Regions from separate parts of the Mus musculus genome. Here regions 2 and 3 are each linked to region 1. Evidence: chromatin contacts called from public HiChIP or PLAC-seq data. All regions are on one chromosome and are shown on one strand. The core of a region is the stretch at or near the end of the contact, and the rest is flanking DNA. Distances in the headings are between cores, read along the strand shown.

Region 1 (4,633 bases), core at 1,166-3,665:
ACCCTGTAATGGCTATTCCTGGTTGTCAACCTGAGTATATATAGGATGAACTACAATCCAGAATTGGAGGGCTCATCTGTGATCCAGATCTTGAGGCTGGGAGATAAAAGTTTCTGACCTGGATCTGGGAGCTCTTGGATCTATGCCTCAAGATCATGGAGATCTTGAGGCATAGTGGCCATGAAAAGCTTAGGCCCAGGTGAGGTAGTACATGCCTGTAATCCCAGGAGACTGAGGCAGGGAGATCTCTGAGTTCAAGGTCAGCCTGGGACAAAACAAGTCCCAGGTCCCAGTGTGGTGGTACACACTTTTAATCTGGGCCATACCTTCTTCTGGAGACCTACATAAGGACTTTGGAAGAAGGAGGACTTGTTATTTTTCACCTGCTTGCACTTACTTGCCAACACATCTATTGGAATCTACTTCTACTGAAGACCAGCTGAAATAACTAGCCTCATGGGACTGAGCAACTAGTAGATTCTTGGACTTCCCATTCACAGCTGATCATTGTTGGGGAGTTGAACTACATACTATAAGTCATCATAACAAATTCCCTTGCTATATATAGACTATCTATAAGTTCTGTGACTCTAGAGAACCCTGACTAATACAGACCTCCTAAGGGGTCATGGCACACAGGTTGAGAACCATTGCTTGGAGCTTCTGCTATGTAGCAAATCTGTTTTTCACAGATGGCCAAAGGACACAGAATTAGAAACTACCAACACACGGGTGGTAGGACTTCACAAGCTGCTGCCGATCCATACATCTTTCCACATTGCCACCCTCTGACTGGAGGAAAGGGTGGTTACTCTGCAGACCACAAACACAGCTCAGAGAATTTTCCTCCAAGCTTTTATATACTCATATTGGGAAACGAACTGAGATGAAGTCCTATCCACAACCTCTCTAGGACTAATTTTGGAATCTGGATTTCATGTAGGAATCCTGGGTCCTGGTATGTTTGAATCAATTTTAACAGAGGCTCTAGGAAGATTGTCCTGGGAGTGAAAAGTAGGTAATACTGCTGTGATGACAATCAAATTCTAATGTCTTGGAGCAAGCAAGATGGCTCGTTGGGTAAAGGTACTTGCTGCCAAGACTTATGACCTGAGTTGACCATGATGGAAGGAGAGAACTACTTTTCTAATATTGTCCTCTGACCTCCACACACATACTCTGGCATGTACACCCACCCCTACCCACACCCCACCCTGACACATATCATCACCTCCCATACAAAATAGTTGCAATTAAAAATTTAAAAATATTCAACCTGAGTCTTGGAGAGAACAAACCATGTTCTAGGCCATGTCCCAGGGACACACAGCTGGCCTCCTCGACAAACTTTGACTTCTAATTGTTAGTCCTCCTTGGCCCTGCTGAAGGCTAATGTTCCTATCCATTCTCCTGTCTGGCCCTGTCCTGTCCTGTCCCCCTCCCTCTGAGGCTGGTGGCTGGCTCTCAAGTTATACCTGAATCTGTTCTCTGTTCTATTCAAACTCTTCCCAGTCTGGCCATCTGAGCTCTATAATAGCACCCTATGAACAAAGCTATGCAAATAAAGAGACGTGGGCTCTTGGGGTGAAGTTTCTCCTGCTCTCCAAGACACTCTCTTCCTTCTGGTAAATCTCCCTTATTGGAAAGATATAGAATGTTGTTTACTTCTTGACACGAGGAAGAAAACAGAATGAAATGTCTCCAAGGGGCCAGGGATTGTACAGCTCACCTTATCTGACCCTTGGAGGAAGAATGCCTGCATCTACCTTACAGAAAAGGAACTGAGGTTATAGAGTTCACAGAACTTATGCTAAGTCAGGCCGAAGACTCAAGTCCACAGACATGACACTATCATCCTCTCTGTGTGGGTACCCTGCTTTGGGTATGTAGCTGTGTTCCTATGGCAAGGATGTGAACAGATCTGATCTGAAGACCACTGTTTTCCTTCCAGCCTCTGTCCATTGCAGACATAGTACACAGATTTTGGAGGCTGTAAAGTTGGGTTTGCCCAGAAACACACCAGAGAGGCAGGTATGCAGGCAGCCTAAGATGGACCAGAAGGGTAAGGCTTTCGTCTGGACTAGAAGGGTAAGGCCTCCTTTGCTTCTTTTTTCTTCTCCCCTTGGCTCAAAGAAGTATGGCTTGGGTTTTGCAAAGCCAAGCTGAGGACTTTTGCCAGCCTTCAGGCTGCTTAGCCCCATTCAGATGCATCAAACTCACAGAACATCTCTCCCCAGCTGCAGGCTTATGGAATAGGAAAACCACTCATTTCCCTTCGAGAGAGAGAGGGAGAGGGGCGCCCAAAGCAGATATTTCAATATATTCCAATTTAGCCAAGGGAAGCCAGAACATGGATGTTGTTGCCAAGGAAACCACCTCCTTCCTCCCAGTGTGCTGTGCATACGTGTATCACTCCATCTCTTGGCTCTCCAAGGTAATATCATAGCCCTGTGCTTGGGGGAGGGTTTTTAAAAAGGCATATAAAACCTCTTAGCATTGAGAAGATTCATTAAATGACCTCACTCCAGAGAAGCTTAAATTATTCTTTTTAGAGCTTTTTATGCTAGAGACAGGGAAATGGCTGAGTCAGTCCTATCTCTTGTAATCCCAGCTCAGTGTGGGTGGAAAGGATTTTTCAGAAACAAACAAATCAGTGTAGGGAAGTGCACACACACACACGTGTGTGTGTGTGTGTGTGTGTGTGTGTGTGTGTGTGATAATAAGAAAGCTGATTTATAGCTTCAATGTCACCAGCTAATTCATCCGAGAAGATCTGCTAAGACCACCTTGATCCACAGCCCTCCTGGGTGGGAGAATACACTTCACGGAGCTGGCCTCAAAGCTGAGAGAGGGGGCAGCTTTGCAAGGCCACCTGTCAAAGAATCCAAGAACTGCATGGGGATTTCTGTTGTTCAATCTACCGAGCCTTGGGCTTTTATTTTATTTTATTTTGTCCCTGGCTGGTGTCTGGTCTGAATCTCCTCTCACCTTCTCAGTCATGCCTGCCCTGTGGTCTGTGGTCTGCTGTTAACGTTACTCCAACACCACCACCACCACCAGGCCAACCCAACGCCAACTCCATTCTCCCCTCTCATCACAGAGCTCCGAAGCTGCTCAGCATCCTTTCTGCCCTTCCGAGCTTCTGGTGCTGGGACAACCCCTGCCCACTGGACATATAGATAAATATTGGGGTTCCTCTTTCAGTTAGTGACATAAGCTTAGGATTTTGTTTTACATGTGAGAGAGGGTCCTGGGGGCAATTTTGGATGTGATAGCATAGAAGATGAACATTTGCATCTGGAGGGCCTCAGAGACCCAGATGTTGCCACCCAGGACACCCCTACAGCTCGTAGTTATTCACCCCTAAACCCAACAGTGTCAAAGCTGAGAGACACTGGCTTCTTCCCATCCACTTTGTTCACTCGTTTAAAAAATGACTTATTTTATTTCATGTGTATGCATGTGTGTCTGGTTGCATGTATGCGTGTTACATGCAAGCAGGTGTCTGTGGAGGTCAGGAGAGGGTGTTGGATCCCCTGGAGCTGGAGTTACAGGAGGTTGTGAGCCACTGATGTATGGGCTGGGAACCAAGCCTGGGTCCTTGGCAAAGGCAAGCAAGTGTTCTCAACTGTTCTCCCTTCTCTCAGTCTACTTACGCTGCACCAGCCTGTCAGCCCACGTCTAGAGACAAAAACTGAACAAGATGGATACCATTTTGCCGTTTTCTCGTTAGAGCCCATAATTAGGACTGGGACAGTCATCTGTTTTGGTCCTGGCTGGCCCAGTGCTGAGATCTTCTTACAGCTTATGGTGACTCATCCTAGCTCGTGGGTGGAGTAAGGGCCCTTTGCAGCCACCCTTCCAAGCCTGGCTACAGGACTTGGTGTGGATACCCCATGGCTTCCTCCCTGTGTAAGGCACAGGCCCTCTTAGTGTAATGCTTTGCTGCAACAGCAAGCAATCTGAGACGATGAAAACAATCCGGGGTATCCTGCACAGCTCCAACCTCCACTTTTCCTCTTCTGGGGGGATTCTAAGGTAGCACTGTCATGAACGGCTCACTTTCTAGGTGGTCTTGGCAACCCTCACCTCCCAGATTCTGGCTTCCAGCCACTTCTTTATAGCATGACTCCATGAAGTTGTTCAAGGTTTGGAACATGGACTTTCAAACCAGATGACCCAAAGCACTTATTTACTGTGTGACCTTGGACAGCTTACATCACTTTTCTGAGCCTCAAGTTCCTCTCTTGTAAAATGGGCCTAATAGTAACACTACCCATCTCGCACAGTCAATGTGAGATTGAATGTGCTGTTTCCTGTGGCATTCTTGGTCCACCAGGAAGTTCCAGGGAAGTTTTCCTGTCATTATTTTTGTTATTGTTTCCACTGCCTGTTGGCCCAAGAGATGCAAACAAAGCAGGCTCTTCAGGCCCCCTGTGTCTCTTGCAGGCCATCTATTTGTGTTGGTGGAACTCAGCCACACCTAAGTGCTAGGGATCTTCTTGCTGAGAGCCACTGAGGTTGTTGGATGTGTTGGAAGGTTTCACAGGTTGAAGGAAGAGGGCAAGGTCATGGAAACAGAACATGTGATGGGAACGTAGCTATGATGGGTCACTGCTGCTTGGATTTGTGG
Region 2 (4,837 bases), core at 181-2,680, 670 kb after region 1:
CCCCAAACCCACATAATAGCCAAGCAAGCATGGTAGCCATCTGTAATCCTGCCACTCAGGAGGCAGAGATCGGGCAGGGGGTTCCTCAGGACAAGGCTAACTAGACCAGTTGGAACTGAAGAACTTTGGATTAAGTGAGAGACCCAGTGCCAATATATAAAGTAGGGAACAATCAAGGAAGCCCATAAATGCTAACGTCAGTCCTCATGTGCATGTGCACAGAAACATACACACATTCAAGCATGCACATGCGCACATCACTATACAGAGAGAGAGACAGAGACAGAGACACAGAGAGAGACTAGAGTAGAATAAAAGCTAGAAGATTAAAATAGAGTAGACTCACATGCATTTCCTGAACTGAAGACAAGTGCAGTCTCCTTAAATTTTGTTCAATTATGCACGCATAACATATAAATGAGTGTTGTACAACACAAAAGGTTTCTCGGGTTGTAGGTTCACAACCCACAAGTGACAAGGATGGGGCTGGCTACTCCAACCATTCCAGGGATCTCGGTTAAAGAGGACTCTAGAGGAAGTTAAAGTAGAGGAAGGCTCAGGTGTCTTCAGGAAATTTCCAGATTTGTTGCAGTAAGAGGTAAGCAAAGCAGTCGCTTAGGGCCAAGGGTTCCCACCTGCCCTTCCTGGCCCAGTCCTTTAAGCATCTGTGAACTGGGTTGTCTGGGCAGGAAATGAGGTGCCTCTGCTGGCATCTTGGGTGCAGGCCTCCTTGCTCCCTGCTTGAGAGCCAAGCCACACTAAATGAGGGATGCTGGGATACAAGGACTCTGCTAGTTCTGTGTACATGCGAAGGAATAGACATCAGTGTAGGATATTGCACAGAAGCACACAGCAGATCCCATCACAATCATGTAACACCTACATCTAACCCAACAACAACAACAGCAACAGCAATCTATCCTGGTGTGTCAAGAACTGCAGAATCCCTTAACTTCCAGGGACCATTCACAGAAAACACCATTCACTGACCCCTGCCTCGCACGTGACAGTTTACACTGCACTTTCCTGTACATCTTATACACTCATCGCTGTAGGGTCCTCCTCCCAGCTCCCAAGTCACAGTTGAGAAAACAGAAGCCCAGAGATGCCCAGCAGCCTGCTCAGGGACGTGCAGCTAACAAGAAGATTAGCTAAGAGGCCACTCAGCCTGCCTGAGCTCAGCCCCACCCACCTCCGCCCTATTTATTAAACCACGCCTCCCTGAACAGTTTGGGATCTGACAAGCGTAGTCATTTTGGAAAAAAATCCCCTGCCAAGCCAAGTCAAATTTGACAGAGTTCAATAAGGGCTTTATATTCTCTCTTTGCTATTAAATCATACTTTCTTTTAAAAAGCTTGAAGCTACACAATTCACTACTGAAGCAGCCTGTTCCAGACGCTGGTAAGGTCAAGACTGGTTTCCACCCTCAAAGTGTGCCTGGCCCCACCCCCGCCCCGCCCCCTGCTACCCCAGTGAGGCTGTATGGGCCCTGAAGACAATTATCTGCCCTGAAAGCCGGCCCCTCTCCAGACAAAGGCACTCCCCCACTCACATTTATCAGTTTTATTCCCTTAATGATTCAAACTTGTGCTGCGATGTGCAGCTCAGAACGGAGGGTTTCATGGATTTAACAGTTTTATTAATTTAGGAGGTTTCCACTGAGCGCCAGAATGGCTCAGTGTGACAAAGAAGGTATCATAAATGAATTGATTTGTCACGTATCAGAATGTGATCCAGCAGAGATTTCATTATTGGAGTTATTTTCCTCCAATTATCTGCAAACTTAAAATGCTAAAGAGCACCCCCCTCCACCCCCACCCCCAGCAGCAGCCGGCCTGGATCATTTGAGCAGGAAATAAATGGAAATCAATGGCCCAAATTTGCTGCCACATGCAAAGGCCGCCCAGCCTCCCTCCTCCCTCTGTGTAGCCACTTGGGGAAAACAAAGCCAGGGCACAGAGGCCACAAAGGCCACCTGCAGCCTTGAGGCATGCTGTGCCTGTGGGACTGAGTCTTATCCCAGGGCCCTGGCCCCAGATGACCAAAGAACAGCGCTAGGCAGCAGCCTGCCTGGCAACACCAGCAACCGAGCACAGGGTGGGGGCTGGGGGTGACTATGGAATGAATGAGTGCTGAGCAGGGAGCCTGGATCATCCCAGACACTCAGAAACTGTCACACCACATCAAATGTGGGTTCGCTTGCACTCCCAGGCCACCAGATGCTGTTAGCCTCGGCCTGGGGATCCCCACTCACCCCAGCCCTCTCCTCTACTGTCCAGTCTTTCACTGCAGGCTGGTCCCTCCTCCCCTTGGGTCCCTGCTTCCTCTCTGGCCCAGGTTCCAAGCCAGCCTTTCCTATTCCTGCCCACTGAATCTCCTATCTACCCCACACAGCCCCTCCTCCCGTGCCTCAGTTTCCTTATCACCAAGAGGATCATGGGAACAAACTCTAGCTCCCTGCTCAGGGCATTTGTATACAACACACCAGTCCTTCTTTGCCACTAAATTTGAGGTTGTGCCAGGCACCCATGAAGATCATGGAGAAAGGTGGAAACCACTTGCCTTCAGGGAGCAAGCCCCCTTTCATAAACACACAGAGATGAACCTGGGACTCAAAGCCTGACATTCGGCCTAAAGAATAGGACTCCAGGTTGACAGGGCTAGCTAGCTGCAAGGGAGAGACACCTAGCCAGCACCTCTAACATGAGAATTTTTTCACCTACCCCTTTGGAAAAGACACTAAGCCTGTTATAACCAGCTCAGTGTCCAGGGGAGGACAGCAAGAGCCACTTACTGTGTGTGACACCTTTTCTAGGTGCTAGAACAGCTTGGGCCCTTCTCATTTCTTCCTGAGGATATTTTTTTGCAAATGGAAGGGAGAAAGGTCCCAAAATAAGAAATGAGCTGTGTAAGGTCACACTGCCCAACCTAGCCCAGGTCCATGTGACCGGAGAACACTTGCAAAGATGTCGTCCCCCTGCCATCCCCAACTGCACTGGCTTCCATCCCGGTTAGTGGCAACTGTCATCTATCTGGTAGAGAATTCAAAGGCTGAAATCAAGGCCAAGAGGAAACAGAGCAGCGCCAGTCCCCAGGTGAGGGGCAGGTAGGGACAGGTAGGCCAGATCCCACTTGGTCCCTTGTTCCTGGAGTATCTTCATCTGTCCCGAGAGCAGAGGCAGAAAGCACATGGAAGACTGGAAAGCTCCCTGCCTAAGATGCTGTGTGTGTGTATGTGTGTGTGTGTGTGGGGGGGGTGTTGGGGAGGCAAGGACAGGCCTTGGGTCACACATGTTGTGCATTCAGGAAGCACACTTGGGCCTCTTTCTGTCCTCAAGTGGGGCTCTGCATTTAGACCCTTCCAAGTTACTCACACCCCTAGAGGGCAGAGGCAGTGCCCACCCATGTTTGTCAGCAAACACACTGGCAAGGCTGAGCATACTCAGCTGCCCTACACTGTACCTTCCCTCACAGGAGCCTCTCAAAGAACCAGGGGCTGGGTTCCGGTGATGAGGAGAACCCCGCTCTACAGCAAACCATAACCCCCCCCCCTCCCAGCTCGACAGATAAGCTCCTTGCACACAGATGTTAGTTATACTCTGACACAGCCATGTGTACACACTGGCCAGGTCCTGTGTTCACACAGATCAGGTCTCTCCTCCTCCCCATCTCCTTCTCTCTGCTTGCCTTTCCAGCTCCAGAAAGCCCAAGAGCTCCTAAGGTCATGGGCAGTGCTGACAGATGACAGGCAGCCACAGAAAGCCAGGGGGAAATGAACAGGTCCCAAGTTTAGCAAGATGGCTCCCTTCTGCCTCTAGGACTTCATCACCTCCCTGACCTCCAACAGCCAGTAAAGGTGTTTAATTCGTGTCCTACTAAAAATAGCTTCCTAATGGAGTCCAAGGCTCTCTCTGAACATTAGTGCGGTGACAAGGGACGTTGGTCTCCATTAGCCGATCCCTGGGCATAGAAATTCTCATTTTTCCAGGGTGGGCTAATGTTTCTGAGAGTCCCACTTCAGTAGGGACAAGGGACATACTGAAGACACTAGAACTTGTCACTAGGCCACCACAGACAAACAACTGCCAACCAGTAGCTCAGGACAAAGACTTGGCCCCACAAGCCCCAGGGGAATGTGTGAGTCTCTTGCTTGAGATTTCATCTGAACCAGCTAGCCTGTCTTGCACTGGCCCAGAGCTGGCTGCTGTGTACACAAGGGAAGTCTTTGAAGTCTCCTTTGACATATTCTCATCTCTCCCTAAACCAAGGGTCATACAGGGTACTGAGGCAGACACAAAGAATAATGCCCAACCCTCAGGCCTGCCAGCCGGGTCAAGGGCTAGACAAAGCAGTAAGAAGCTGGGGACTCAAGGCCTCTGAGGTCTTTCTAAAGGAAATAGGGGGTGTAAAAATGTATCCAGGGTAGGGCCCTCAAAAGTTATAACATTCTTGTCAGAAAAAATCCAGGAAAGCTTCTTGGAGGAGATGGCACTTGATCATTCTTGTTCCGTTCCGTGTTTGCATAAACAAAAGACGTACACTTATTTTTTGGAGCTGTGGTGTGGGGTTGGATAGGACAGAACCCAGGACTTTACACATGCTAGGCAAGAGCTCTACCACTGAGCTACATGCCCCAGCACTAACAGAGAGGCATTTCAGGGGCTGTGAACCCCACCAGTGCTGACTTGTAGAATTTCTCTTAAGATTCATTACTGAATCTTCCAGGCACAGCCAGACCCTCTCCACCATTCCTGGATACACTGTGGAGTTCTGACTCTTTCCAGTGTAGACCAGATTTCCCAGGGTAACAGCTGAAAGATGTCGAGTCAGTTAGAG
Region 3 (4,920 bases), core at 135-2,634, 820 kb after region 1:
GGTCCCTCTTTGGAACCCTCACCAAGTCAGATCTGGAGGCCAGCTGGGCTGTGGGGGCAGCAGAGGTTCCAGGAGGAGCTATCTCCGGTCCCCTCCATCCGCCGACGTCCTTGGTGGCCCTGAGACAGCTTTATGGAGGACAGATTGAGGCTGTCTCCCTCCTGGCAGGTTTATTTCTTCATCTTTCAAACCCTGCTCTGATTTTTTCCACCTTGGCCTTCCCACCCCCACTGGCTGCCTGGCAAGCTTCCTCTCCCTCCCCGTCATCTGTCAGCCTGGCGAGGCAGAGGGCCACTGGCCTCCCAGGTGATTGACTTATGGGAGAGGCAGGCCAGGCTCTGCAGGAGTCCTTTTGGCTTCCTGCCTGGGAGAAGACTGGGGAGACTGGTAGGGTGGCCACTGTGAGCCATGAGGCCCCAGTGTGTCTCCACTCCATTTAGACAGCCCTGCCTGCTGGCCAGGCCACCCCTGCTCAGGCCTCAGTTTCCCTTCCGGAAGGAAAGGCATGCCCAGAGCTAGCAGAAGGCAAGATGGTCAGAGCAGCCGACTTCTGCCTCATTATGGAACACTTCCTAAACGATGCTGTCACTGAGCTGGAGATCAGAGATACATGGAGGAAGAAGAGAAGGGAGATACACATTTATAAAGAGCCTACTGCGTGCAGCTACCACCACCCCTGCCCCCAACAGCAACCTAAAGAGATAGTCATTGGTAGCAACAGGTCAGAATTATTTTGACAGGTCGGCAGGCTTTACTTATTTGCTGTTAGTTATTTTCTTTTCTTTCTTTTTTTTTAAAGATTTATTTATTTCATGTATGTAAGTATACCTTACTTACAAGTACACCGTCGTACACAAGTATAAGTAGTTACAAGTACACTTACAAGTACACCGTCGCTGCCTTCAGACACGCCAGAAGAAAGCATCAGATCCCATTACAGATGGTTGTGAGCTCCCATGTGGTTGCTGGGATTTGAACTCAGGACCTCTGGAAGAGCAGTCAGTACTCTTAACCTCTGAGCCATCTCTCCAGCCCAGTTATTTTTCTTAAAGACAGTCTTGTTATGCAAATCAATCTGGACTTGGAGGCAGTATGTAACCCAGGATAGCCTGCAGCTCTTAGCTGTCCTATTGTCTCAGTGTCTGAGTGCATGGATAACAGGTCTGTATGGCTTGCCAGCCTTGGCTGTGTGTTTGTAGAAGCAAGGGATTCCGGACCCCTGGGTCCTATAGATGGTTAGGCAATGAGGTAGAACTCAAAAAGAACTAGGGGAACTTGATTGTACCAAAGAGAGACCAGAGACACAAGCTAGAAGTAGAGCCCTGTTCTGCCCAGGTCCTGTATCCTACTCACTCTTTGTGGCATTGAGCCACTTCTGATCTGACTGTTGGCAAGAAGGACTTGCCATTCCAGCTGGCACTGCCCAGCCTGTGCTTGCCATGGTAGACTAAGAACTTGGTGGCTTCAAGGTTTATCTCTTTCTCACAAGCCCGTGTCTGACCCTCTGCTAGTCAGGCTCCACCTGCTGTCTCTTCCCCAGACAGGAAGGAGGGGCAAGAGGGAAACCCCCAACACACACACACACACATACACACACACACACACACACACACACACACACACACACACACACACACACACACACATCACCACCACCACCACGCTGCTCCTGCAGTCTAGCTCATGGGAATGAAAAACACATTGGCTTCATTATCCTCGGATTGAATGAGCAGGGTTGCTATGGCAACAGCCATCTCAGGCCAGCAAGGGGGCAGGGAAGGGGTTGGTGAGACCGAAGCAAGTGGGGACCGGGCAGCGGGTGAGCAGGCACATCGGGTGGGTAGGCCACGGGAACAATTGTCATTTCTACCACCCGCCTTCTTCTGAGGCCCCTGGCTTCCAATCAGCAATCTTGCATGAGGAGAGGCAGCAAGGATCATGAAAGCAGCAGCATCCTTCCCTAACTTGCCCCTCTTTCTTTCCTATTTATCCCTTTCATGGAAGGGTGCCAGGGTGGTGGCAGGCTCACACCCAGAGCCATTCACTGGGCCCACTTTCCAACAGAGACCAGCCCAGGAGCTCCACTAGCCTCCTGGATACATGACTGAAAGAAGTACCAGGGTACACTTGAGTTCCGGGGATAGGTTATGAAAATGCTCACACAGCTCCAAGTTTCTGTCCTGGGATGCTGGCTCTCCAGGTTAAGGCAGGTGATGGTGGCATTGTGGAGGCTTCTCAGGTGCAGCCCTGAACTAATCCATTTCCTGACTCTTACCCTGCCTGAGCCAAGCATCCTGACGCCCATAATGGGCTCTTCCCTACCTATGGCCTTGATTTACCTGCCCTTCTACCATGTCAACTTTAGTGAGAAACTGAGGCTTGCGACTCATCTAGGACCACTGCACATGTCCATGTGTTTGGGGGGAGGAGGCATGGGAGGTCAGGACAATACAGCCTGATAGGGAACATCATTTCTCCAAGCTAGGCACTTGGTAGCCATTGTGATTGGACAGAAGATCCCATGGTCTTGGGTCCAGTGCCAGCCTCCTCTAGGGCCTGTGACAGCTTTCTTACCAGTCCTGGTGGCAGGAGATAGAACCAACAGCAGCAAGTTGTGGGCTTTTGGGTGGCCTTTCCTGGTGGGGAAGAACCATTGTGAGTGATCTAGGCCTGAATTTTTTACTCTGAGCCCTAGTCAGGGATTGGGGTGGTGGGGATGGGACAGTTCTGTGGTTCCATCCACAAATGGTCATGTTACTTCTGAGGAGATGAGCCGTGAGGGGGTGGATGGCCTGGAGTTGCCCCACTCTTGTGGAATATGCAGAAGGGAAAGGCTGCCCAGAGGCCACTCATGGTTCCCAAGCAAGCTGTAGATCTATCCCAGAGGCTGTTCCCAAATACAGGCTCTGGAGCCCATCTAAGGGACCCCGGGGACAGGCTAGAATTCAGTGCACTTAGCTTTGCCCCAGGGGTCGGCCACCTTGCCCCAAGTCTGAGGCCTGAGCTACTCCCCCTAACGTCAGATCAAGGGTGGGAAGAGTTTGCTGACCCTCTCTGACCATCGTCCATCACCTGTCCTCTCCACACCCACAGGCCCTCATTCCCCCATGGCATCTTCCCCAGCTCCTGACCTCCCATGATTCCATGGGGCTGTGTATCCTGGGCCCTCCTCCTAGTCACCACCAGGGCTACAGCCTGGCTCCACACCCACAGGTCTTTGGAGGGCAGCTGCCGGGCAAGCCTGTCATTTTCCCAGCTGGGGATTATAGGTTTGGGGTTTAGGGCGTCTTGGAGAGGAGGAGCCAGAAACCTGGTGTAGTGCCAGAGAGAGACACCTCACAGGAAGAGGGGAGGGAGTGGGGCTGTTTGGGCCTGGCTGGGGATTCCTGCCACTTGACTGGGATCTGTGTGTGTGTGTGTGTGTGTGTGTGTGTGTGTGTGTGTGTGTGTGTGTGTCTGTCTGTGTCTGTCTGTGTCTCTCTTTCTCTATGTGTTTCTGTGTGTGTGTCTGTCTGTCTGTCTCTCTTTATGTGTCTGTGTGTCTGTCTGTCTGTCTGTGTCTCTGTGTGTATATGTGTTTGTGTGTGTGTGTGTCTGTCTCTCTTTCTCTATGTGTCTCTGTGTGTGTGTGTCTGTCTGTCTGTCTGTCTGTCTGTGTCTCTGAGTGTATATGTGTTTGTGTGTGTGTGTGTGTGTGTGTGTCTGTCTCTGTCTGTCTCTCTTTCTCTATGTGTCTCTGAGTGTATATGTGTGTGTGTGTGTGTGTGTGTGTGTGTGTGTGTGTGTGTGTGTGTATTCCTGCCTCTCGTCAAGGTCAGAGCCTCTCTTTACTCTCACGATTTAATCCTCTCAATGAGTCTGAGGACAAACCTGGGTTCAGATTTTCCAGATTCAAAAAAGACAGAGCACTGGCTGGAAAGTGACTCAGTCTGTGGAGCCCTTGCAGGCCCGAGGACCTGAGTTCAGATCCCAGGAACCCACCTAAGGAGCCAGACACAGCGGTACTTATTTGTAATCCCAGGTGTGCTGGGATGAGCAGAGACAGGCAGATCCCTGGCCCTCACTCACCAGGTAGCCTAGCCTACTTGGCAAAGTTTCAGGCCAGCCAGTGCAGTCACACACACACACACACACACACACACACACATCCACACACACACACACATACACACACACACACCACACACCACACACACACACAAACATAGAAAGGGCATCAGACTAATCAGAGAGGCCTACTACACAGCAGGCTAAGGCAGAGCCAAGATTGGGCCATTCCTGCTACCCACTGACACCCTAATGGTCAGTCTCATGGGGACAACTCAGCAATCCAAGATGGTGGGGAAGCCTGTGCCTGACTAGTTTACCTCACCTGAATTGTGCTTGTCCCTCCATTATGTGGGACCTAGTGTGAACTTAGAGAAGATAATGTAGGCTGTGTGAGCAGAGAAGTCTCCCAGTGGTTCATCGCGTACACACTGGGGTGGAGGTACACACCTGTGGGGTGACCCAGCCCCTCTTAAGGACACAGGTAAAATATACATGCCAGTGATAGGGTCTAAGGACACCTAAGAGGCTTGAGGACGTGAGGAACCTGTGACTCAAGAAACATGCCGGAATGGTTCTAAGCACTGGATCTCTCGAGTCAGACAGACCTCTGTGCTCAGATCTGGAACCCAAGTTATGAAAGAGATTCTTAGAGCCTCCACCTGGGGTCATGTTAGAAGAGCTGATGGCCACACCTGGCCCCTTGATGCTGGCAGACTGTTATGTTTGCTCTGGGGATCTTTGCTCTTCTGGCTGTTGGTACTTCAGGCCCAGTTCAACAGCTGAGCAGTCAGGATTGGAGCAGGGCAGCCAGCATGCTTCTAGCAGCCAGGAGGGGCTCTTGGAGCTCTCCCAGACTCCACCACTGGGGAG

What was found. HiChIP or PLAC-seq counts read pairs in DNA pulled down with a chosen protein or histone mark.
Region 2: a contact with region 1 is called in an H3K4me3 HiChIP or PLAC-seq map of embryonic basal ganglia, with 3 times the contacts expected there. The contact joins two enhancer-like sites. A contact is called at or near these places in 2 of 115 datasets of contacts at active chromatin or transcription factors (cardiomyocytes and embryonic basal ganglia).
Region 3: a contact with region 1 is called in an H3K4me3 HiChIP or PLAC-seq map of embryonic basal ganglia, with 4 times the contacts expected there. The contact joins two enhancer-like sites. A contact is called at or near these places in 1 of 15 datasets of contacts at CTCF or cohesin (the NIH/3T3 cell line), 2 of 484 Hi-C or Micro-C datasets (cerebral cortex and embryonic fibroblasts) and 1 of 115 datasets of contacts at active chromatin or transcription factors (embryonic basal ganglia).

The regions. Positions count from the first base shown.
Region 1 is chr14:24,729,731-24,734,363 of GRCm38.p6, forward strand. The region is part of intron 1 of Gm31775 (a long non-coding RNA gene); the gene reads left to right. Among named protein-coding and RNA genes, the nearest start is that of Gm31838, 49 kb to the right of the region's middle. Within about 2 kb of position 2,416, at least 34 of the 459 cell types and tissues checked have an H3K27ac peak or open chromatin away from gene starts, as enhancers often do. A contact at or near this core is called in cerebral cortex and embryonic basal ganglia, where this site is marked.
Region 2 is chr14:25,395,936-25,400,772 of GRCm38.p6, forward strand. All of the region lies in intron 1 of Zmiz1os1 (a long non-coding RNA gene), which reads right to left. Among named protein-coding and RNA genes, the nearest start is that of Gm32645, 3.4 kb to the right of the region's middle. Within about 2 kb of position 1,431, at least 118 of the 459 cell types and tissues checked have an H3K27ac peak or open chromatin away from gene starts, as enhancers often do. A contact at or near this core is called in embryonic basal ganglia, where this site is marked.
Region 3 is chr14:25,548,652-25,553,571 of GRCm38.p6, forward strand. All of the region lies in intron 3 of Zmiz1 (zinc finger, MIZ-type containing 1), which reads left to right. Among named protein-coding and RNA genes, the nearest start is that of Mir3075, 17 kb to the left of the region's middle. Within about 2 kb of position 1,385, at least 61 of the 459 cell types and tissues checked have an H3K27ac peak or open chromatin away from gene starts, as enhancers often do. A contact at or near this core is called in cerebral cortex and embryonic basal ganglia, where this site is marked.